2 separate regions of the Mus musculus genome follow, and region 1 is linked to region 2. The links are chromatin contacts, called in public HiCAR-type maps. All regions are on one chromosome and are shown on one strand. The core of a region is the stretch at or near the end of the contact, and the rest is flanking DNA. Distances in the headings are between cores, read along the strand shown.

Region 1 (4,470 bases), core at 422-2,921, 85 kb after region 2:
TAAAGCAAAATGTGATTTTGTTTGTGGCTCCTTCACTGCCAGGTGGAGATGCAAACCTGAAGCTGTTTTACATAAGGAACAGGAAACCAGGGGGGCACAACAACCTGTTGCTTTAGAGGCCTCTGGGAGAGGGCAGGGCAGAGGTGTGACCACCTGTCCTATGTTCTCCCAGACAGAAACCCTGGCTCGGCAGCAGCAGCAGGGGTTGGGGCTCTCTATGAAGCTTTCCTTGAGGGTGGAAATAGGAGTTCAAGCCCGACCTAAGTGAACATGGAGACCCTAGCTCAAAACACAAGACAAACAAACATAAACATGGTTATATTAAGACAAAACAAGATAGAGAATTTTGGAGCAGGGGCCGTGGATTGTCAGGGACCTAACTCCAGGGAAGGAGGGCCCGGACCCCACAGCCTTGTGCAAGGAGTCTCTGCTAGGGTAGGAGTCTGGTGCCACCTAGCTCAGCATAGTCACATAGCAGTCACATGACCTCTGAGACCCCAATTTCTGTAGCAGCAAAATGTCTAGTTGACTTCCAAGTCCTCTCATTCCAGACTTGAGAGGTATACTGTCTCTGTGTCCCTGGCTTGGCTTCTCCGTGTCAGCTGAGACCATGGTCCTATGGCCACCCTGTCTACCCTGAGGCTCCCATCCACATGGCCAGGCCTCCCCACCTCACCTGCTTCTTTGACCCCAACATGACAAACCACAGCATAGCAGTTCTCAGATCACCCCTTCCCAAACACTCCTGGGGAGGCCTTCGCACCACTAGCATCTGGGATTTCCAGTTTCTACTCCTGACTGGAAGACAAGAAGTTGTCTCCTTGGTTCTTTCAGCTGTGCTTTCTTTCTCCAAGGGTCTCTGCCATCTTGTCTCTGAGGCTTGTAGCCACACTTAGTCCAAAGAGTGAGTGGACTCAGGGCCGAGGGGGACCTAGAACCCAGGGAGCATTAAGTAGCCCCACTAGCAAAGGGTCCCCAAGGGAGAAGACAACCCATCGCCTGCAGTGGCCAGTGTGGATGGCAGCGTGTGTGTCAGGTGTGGCGAGTCTCTCTACCAATTCCAAACCTTGAAGAAAGCTGGTGGGAGCCATTTATCGGCCATTTCAGAGTTTGTTTGGGACTTTTGTTTTGCAGCAACGCCCCTTGATCAGTTTCCTGAGAACCGAGATTACAGGCCGGAGCCACCATACCCAGTCCTGTTTCAGGATTTTACCAGAGGTCGGCAGAAGGAAGTATTATAAGCTCGGCTACATTAAAGCCACTCCACCCACGCTCAAACCACCGCCAATCAATTCTGTATGAGCCGCTGCCGGGTCAGGCTCCCTGGGTGTTGATTTCCTGCTCCGGAGTATCAGTGAGTCATCAGCCGCCTCCTCTCCACTTTAACTGTTGCTCTGAGACCTGAGAGTCTGCAGAAGGGAGGTCACATGGCATCTTTATTTAGTAGCCGGTTCTCAACTGGCAGGAGGGGAAGGACAGCCAGACACTTCCTAGAAACAGCTCTCTCTCAATTTCCGGAGCCCACAGGAGCTGGGAAGCTCGATGGTGTCTTAAAGTCCTGGAGTCCATGTCAGGCCGCTGACGTTCAAGACTTGGGGTTCTGACTAAAGAATGGGCTGGGGCTGCTATGCAAATAGCTGGAAACAGACTTCCTGTGATTAGGGCTGTGTATCATGCGGCCACCAGATGGCGCCCAACACCTCAAACTGTCAACACCATTGGGCCAGGCTGAAGCCCTGTTAATCTGTCACAGATTAATGCTGAAGTGTTATGCCCCCAGGTGTGAGGCAGAAGGGTGACCAAATGTTGCAGAATTATCCTGGATTGATTTAGACCAAGTTCATGTGAATGTCACAAAAAAACACATTAATAACAACTTCCACGGGGGACTTTTACTTATATGTAAAACACAGGTCTGGCTAGTATAGGTCTCCCTCACAGCCTCCTAGCCCAGCATCTGAGCATCACACACCACATCTGAGAGGACAAAGGACAGCAAGGCCCTCACCTCAAGAATTTACAAGCACCTCTTGGGAAGACATCACACACCTATAATCTCTGCACTTGGGAGACTGAGGCAGGAGGATCACCACAAGTTCAAGGAGAGCCAAAGCTACAACTGTGACCCTGTTTCAAAAACCAAGCAAGGAGGTCCACAGATGTCATCTGTACCTATAAATCATGAATTGTAATTCCTACCCACATGGAGCCTCTTGGAACTGGAGTCCTGTGCACAAATATTGTTGAATTAAATAATTAATAATTAAGTCGCAGATACGGGTTTGCTATCTACCTCAATGGCTTGTGTTCCCAAATGAAACACACACACATGTCTTAATCAGCACAATAGCTGGGCTACTGCCTAACCTCCACTACTGATAGAATCTACCTTCCACCGATAATTCCGAGTTACAGCTTACTAAATTCTGTGTTCTACCTTGGCTGCTCTGGACTCAGAGGGCTGCCCAACTGGGCCGTGCTCTCCCGGCTCCTTCACGTGGCGGCCATGCCTCTCTGTCTTGCACTCTTCTCAGGCATGGTGTCTCCCTTCTCCACACTCTTCTAGCATGGCAGATCTTCCCTCTCTTCTTGTTCTCAGTCCCAGGCCTGGGAAATCCTAAAAGTCCTAGTTCAGTCTGCCACGTCCTGCCCAGCCATTGGCTGCCAGCATCTTTATTTACCAATCAGAACCAACTAGGGGCAGGGTTCCTCAGTGTCTTACCTGTGGACATGCAGACTCTCTCAAGCAAGCAATTTTGGGGACCCAAATTAGCATTATAATACAAGCAGTATAGCCAAACCCACTACATTTCTCACATTTCAATTAAAAAGGCTCTTTTCTCTCAGATATAAATTGAACACGATTACAACAATTATGCAAATTATAAGGTTGATATCCACTTATAATACCCAGTCCATCATCTTTGTCAATTTAAATTAATTATTCTATCATCTATCCGAACTTAAAGGTACAGGTACAATTCTGACCTGAATTCTGTTTGATTTTAACCACCTGAAAGCCATCCTTTCAAGTCTAGAACATCTTCTTTAATGTTAGATAGCTTAAGTTCAATTATGAGACTATAACTAGTCTTCAGTCCAGTCAGAGATCTGAGAATGAATTAGATATTACCTGAATATGTAGGAAGCACAAAGACATAGACTCCGAAACTCATACAGTTTGCAAAGACTGCCTAGACAGTGCCCAATAATCTCATAGCATTGGAGCATCAGTCCTCAGCCTTCTGGCCCAGAACCATCTGACAAACCTTAAGTGAAGCAGGAATTAAGAAAGAGTAGCTTAAAAAAAAAGAAAGAAAAAAAGAAAGAACAGCTTACCCTGTCTTGGTAGCGCTTAACAATCGACTACTCCACATTCAATTGGTCCTTTTTTTGGACAGCATTTGTCTGCAGAATGAATTAAAGTATTTCTTATCCAGTGGCTCGCTTGCCATAATTGAAGCAACTCCAATCGGAGGTAATGAAGCTCAATATCTTCTTTGACGTGTGATGGAGGTACTGTCGGGAGCAGACATGTCTTGTGGTCAAAATTTCTGTTAATAATGGAGTGGTTTTAAATTCTGTATCTCTGATGCTTTTGAAGACTATCTAGAGTGTACACACATACACACACACACACACATATACATACATACATAGATACATACATACATACATACACACACACATATAGTACTATATATCTGTAGTATATCTATAGTGCACCCCCATGTAATTTCAGGGTTCAGTTTGTGGAGGGAAAGCACCAACATCCACCTCACTGTTGAGGCCACTGAAGAGTCCTTGTGCCTGCCCCCAGTCCCTGCTGTTTCTCGGTAACGGTAACTCCTGTGATTTGATGCTTTTTCTTGAACATCGCCATCTGTCTCTGAGTCCCAAGAGAATCTCACCTCCAGTGTGTCTAAGCCAGCTCTCAGCCACATACCAGTTCTGTGCTCCCTGAATGGAAAAGCCATAATTGGTTCTTAGTTTTGTTTCATGATACTATGATTTTTTTTAAGTGCAAAAAATTTTATGGGAGAACTGGGTATATTTCAGCTCACAATTCCAGGCCACAGCCCATCGTGTCAAGGAAGTCAAGTACAAAAACTTGAGACATCTAGCTAGTCACAACCACAGTCAAGAATAAACATGCGTGCCTGGGCTCAGCTAGTTTTCTCCACCCACACAGTTCAGACTCTCCTGTTTAGGGAATGTTGACACCCATGCTGGCAGGTCATCTGACATCAGTTAACGTAACCAAGATATTTCCCCCAAACACATGCTACTCTTGTGATAATCCCTCATCAAGACGTTCTTCCCCAAAGGATCCTAGATACTATCAACTGGACAAAATTAACCATCAAAGTGTCCCTGCGACCCAGACATAGGAACACAAGCTGGCCTGGGTGCCCCTTCATTCCTGTATCCTCTTTCATGTTTGTCCTCTATACTATACCTTAGGAGTTA
Region 2 (4,474 bases), core at 1,767-4,266:
TCGAACTCAGAAATCCGCCTGCCTCTGCCTCCCGAGTGCTGGGATTAAAGGCTAGTTGTGCTTTTTAGAACCAGTTTTCAGTTAGCCACGGTAGACTCCTTTAGTTCTTGCACTAGGGAGACAGAGATAGACAGATCTCTCTGAATTTGCAACAACGGATCTACATACTGGAGTCCAAGACAGCCAAGGAATGCTTAGACCTTGTTTATAAATAAATAAATAAATAAATAAATAAATAAATAAATAAATAAATAAATAAATAAATAAATAAAATGTAAAACTTTAGCATAAGGTTTTAAACTGGGGTAGGACTAGTTTTGAAAGTTGGAAACTATTACAAATTCAAGGACTTAAAGATGTGCTTATTCCACCTGGCAGCTGTAGAGCTCCCTTGGCCGCACCATTGCTGAGAGCTGGGAGCACAGTAATGCCTAAGTCTAAGGAGCTGTAGACCTTCCGTCTGGGATGAGTGCTTCCAGGTCATTGTGAACGTTGTAAGGTCCCTGGAACAACCCGTCCTCAGTGGCTTAGCACGTCATCGTTGTTACTCTTTTATCATGAGCATAGATGCACTTACATTTGTTTATCCATTTACCTATTGGTGACTATTACTCCAGTAAAAAGAAGCAAGGAAAAAACAAAACAAAACAAAAACCCTGTATAATTCTGTCGTTATGAAACTATGGAAGGGACAGCACCTGTCTGTAGTGGTGAGCTAATGATCAATTGTGTGGGACCAGAAGTGGAGAAAGGGCTGTCTGCCCAGGAAGGTCATAGGAAGCTCTTAAGGGCAATAGAAATTGGTTTGCGGTGATTATAAGTGTATTAGGAGTCACTGAAATATGTCAAAACACATCATCTCTGCTCAACCTGAGGGTGATGACCCTTTCACAGGGGTCACATATGAGACATCTATATGTCAGATATTTATGTTACAGTTATGTAACAGTAGCAAAATTACAGTTTTGAAGTAGCAACTAAAATAATTTTATGTTGGGGAGGTCACTGCAACATGAGGAAATTGTATTAAAGTGTCACAGCATTAGGAAGGTTGAGAAGTAGCTCTATGTGAACTAGATGAAATTGTCTAAGATACTTCTAGGAAAGAAAGCTCAGCTTCAATGGTTTCAGGCTTGGTGCAGTGGTATGCAACTTTAATCACGGCACTTAGGTAGAGGAGAGGTGGATATCTGTGAGCTCAAGATAGCCTAGTCTATAGAGAAAAAAAGAAGAAAGACAAATGTCTTGGAGGGAAGGAGTCGGGATTGGTGGAAGGTTCCTTGAAAAGGGCATCCATCAGTCAGCAGAGTAGGTCAGTCCAATGGGTTTTAGTAGGAAGCGTTTTATAGCACTGTGACTGCAAGTTGAGTTGAAGCATTGAGGAGGTAGCCTGGGCATACTCTGACAAGAGACCTCCAAGAGAAAGCTCTGAATGGCTTTGAAAGCCCTGTTTTTATAGTGCTGCAGATCAGGCTGGGCTTACCCAGGCCAGGCGGATTCTACCTGACCCATACTCCTCCCTAACTATGGCTTCTGAGATTGACTTGAATACGTTTATATATATATATAGCTTTCAGTAATTTGAGGGATTTTAAAGTTTAACTTTTCTAAACACCCAGTTAAACCTGTACCTGGAGTGACTAACAAATTCGGGTGTAATTTTATAAACACTGACATGTGTGGTTTTCTAGAATGCAATTTTATTTATTCTTGAAGGTTTTTTATATGGATACAATGTATATTGATTAAAAAATGTTTTTCTGATTATAATATGTTGTTTTTAACAAGTTGAATTCTAACAATTTTAATTAACAAATTGAATTTAACAACTTGAACTTTAACAAGTATAAAATTAAAGTTGTCCCCAGCCAGAGATAACTGTCGTTCATTTCTAGTGCAGTTTTATATCAATGTGCATATTAGTTGATTTTATAGTTTGTGGAGTATTATATCCTTTCCTTCTCTTGATCACATAATGGACATTTTATATATTAAAAGTGCATATTTAAATAATACATTTTTAAAATGTACTGTATAGCAACAGTCTATGATAACTACTCATGAAGTGTTGTATTTGTGTTGGTTTTTCAGCTCTCTGACGTAAAAGATGGGGTCAGTCAAGCAGTGCCTGCGTTTGGATTTGGAAGTAAGCAAGCAGGGTCGTTTGGGTCACCAGGTAAGAGAGTGTGGCTCAGAAAAGTGGGATGCTATAGATTGCAACTTTAGAAAGCCTGAATCACCATTTTAAATAATTCTCACAAATTCCTCCATAATGGAGCCTTGAAGAACTTAGCTCCACAAATGCTTTGGGAAGGTAGGCTGGTGGAGTGGGAGTAAGGGGGAGTGCTGGGGCTCAGCTTATAGAAGTACTTTTGTCTCTGAGATAGGCTATTACTGTGTAGCCCTGGCCTGGAACTCACTTTGTGAACCAGGACTTTTGATCCTTCTGCCTCTGCCCCTGCAATGGGAGTACAGATGGGAACCACCATGCCCAGCTCTAGAAGAACATTTTAGGAATGTCTCTCTGCCTCATAGGAAACTGGGCGTGATGATTATATATATATATAATTCTAGCCTGCAGAGGCTGCAGTAAAGAATCAAACATCTAAGGCAAGCTTGGCCTTCATAGCAAGGCTCTCAGGAATTTGATAGGAGCACACCAGTGTGGCAGGAGTGTCATTGAGACCTTTGTCAGCACACAGCAGTCACAAGGCTGCTCTGCTGAAAAGCATGGCAAGCCGAAGCGCACACCCACTCTGACTCGCATGGACGCATGAGTCGTGACAGGGCAGTGGGACTCAGAGGGTCGGTTTAACTTTGTTTTCATGTGTCCCTAAACTCTTCAATATCTACACATGTCTGAAATAAGAGAAGGGAGCGGCACGGCCACATTTTCTGACTGTAACCTATGTTTGTAGGCTTCCCAGTGAATAACAGCAGCAGCAGTACTGTTCAGAACTTTAGTTTTAAAACAAGCCCTGGACTTGCCACTCCTCCTTCCGGAAGCACTTCAGTATTTGGAAGTCACCCAGCCTTTGGGGCTGGGCCCTCTGCGGGCTCCTCCATCTCTTCCTCCACTCCAGCCTTTGGACTTGGGAAACCTGAAGCCACGTCTGCTGCATCATTTTCGTTCAAGAGCCCTGAAGGTTCCAGTTTTGCATCACCTGGGTTTTCGGGATTTCCAGCCTCCATGGCAGCGAGTCCCTCTGGCTCTACAACAGCCCCTCCCTTGAGAAGCGGCAGTTCTGTGGCTGGTTTTGGCAGTCCTAGCCCACATTCTCAGGCTGTATTTGCTAAACCTTCCACTGACGTGTTTGGAGGTAGCGGCATATCTACCTCTGTCCTAGCCTCCGGTGCCGCTGATAACGCACTGTTCACACCCAGGGATCAGCTGATGAAGGAAGAACTGGAGCAGTTTCAATCCCAGAGATTTACCCTGGGAAAAATTCCACTGAAGCCGCCACCGGTCGAGCTTCTGACTGTATAAAGGTCAGGTTTAAATACAGAAAGAATGCCTTAGCCAGGCATGTCCTGCATGCCTACAGTCTGGGAAGCTGAGCAGCAGAACACCACAAATTCAGGCCAGTGTGGACAGCACAGAGTGAACAAGAGACCTCCAAGAGAAAGCTCTGAATGGCTTTGAAAGCCCTGTTTTTATAGTGCTGCAGATCAGGCTGGGCTCACCCAGGCCAGGCGGATTCTACCTGACCCATACTCCTCCCTAACTATGGCTTCTGAGATTGACTTGAATACGTTTATATATATATATAGCTTTCAGTAATTTGAGGGATTTTAAAGTTTAACTTTTCTAAACACCCAGCTAAATAAAGGATAGCCAAAAAAGTCAATAAGCAAGGGACTCTTTTGTACTGTAATTACGAGTGGAACTAAACAGTACAGTGTACTGAATAAAGTAATTTTCTCATTCTACTCCACTTTCTGTCCCTTTAAATAGGGATGTGAACAGTGGTTTCTGGAGATCAAACCCAGGTACAGTGTCTCCTGCATGACAGGAACTCCGTCTCCCAACTCTGACTTGTGCCTGCATGTGTGTCTGTGCACCACGTACATGCCTGGTTCCTTTAGAGGTCAGATTCCCTGCAGCTGAGGTTACAGTTGTGAGGCACCATATAAAGGTGCTAGGAACTGAACTCTCGTCCTCTGAAGCAGCAGTCCTCCTAACCTCTGAACTATCTACCTCTCCAGTCCCAAGCCCTCACCTTTTACATGGGAGAAAATCAAACGTGGAAGGAGCCGCTGAGTGGGTGGAGCAGTGGCTGCAGAGATATGCAGATGTGAGGACCCAAGCTGATGCCCAGCACTTAGGCATGGGAGTGCGTGAATCTGTCTCCCCAGCACTCAAGAGGCAGAGACAGGTAGATGCCCAGAACTTGCTGACCAGCCATTTCCAGAAACCCTGTCAAAAGGATGGAGAAATGATAGGGGAAGACACCTAACACCAACCTTTGGCCAT

The links. HiCAR-type assays count read pairs that join an accessible place to other places.
Region 1: a contact with region 2 is called in a HiCAR-type map of embryonic stem cells, with 2.8 times the contacts expected there. The contact joins two enhancer-like sites. A contact is called at or near these places in 13 of 484 Hi-C or Micro-C datasets (B cells, the N1E-115 cell line, Sertoli cells and 4 more) and 5 of 115 datasets of contacts at active chromatin or transcription factors (all in embryonic stem cells).

What each region holds. Positions count from the first base shown.
Region 1 is chr5:24,265,145-24,269,614 of GRCm38.p6, forward strand. No RefSeq gene overlaps it. Among named protein-coding and RNA genes, the nearest start is that of Gm33476, 34 kb to the right of the region's middle. Within about 2 kb of position 1,672, at least 281 of the 459 cell types and tissues checked have an H3K27ac peak or open chromatin away from gene starts, as enhancers often do. A contact at or near this core is called in embryonic stem cells, where this site is marked.
Region 2 is chr5:24,178,990-24,183,463 of GRCm38.p6, forward strand. It overlaps Nupl2 (nucleoporin like 2), which reads left to right. Exons shown (of 7, transcript NM_153092.4): 6 at 2,092-2,176; 7 at 2,919-4,474. The coding sequence ends at 3,487. Among named protein-coding and RNA genes, the nearest start is that of Nupl2, 16 kb to the left of the region's middle. Within about 2 kb of position 3,017, at least 21 of the 459 cell types and tissues checked have an H3K27ac peak or open chromatin away from gene starts, as enhancers often do. A contact at or near this core is called in embryonic stem cells, where this site is marked.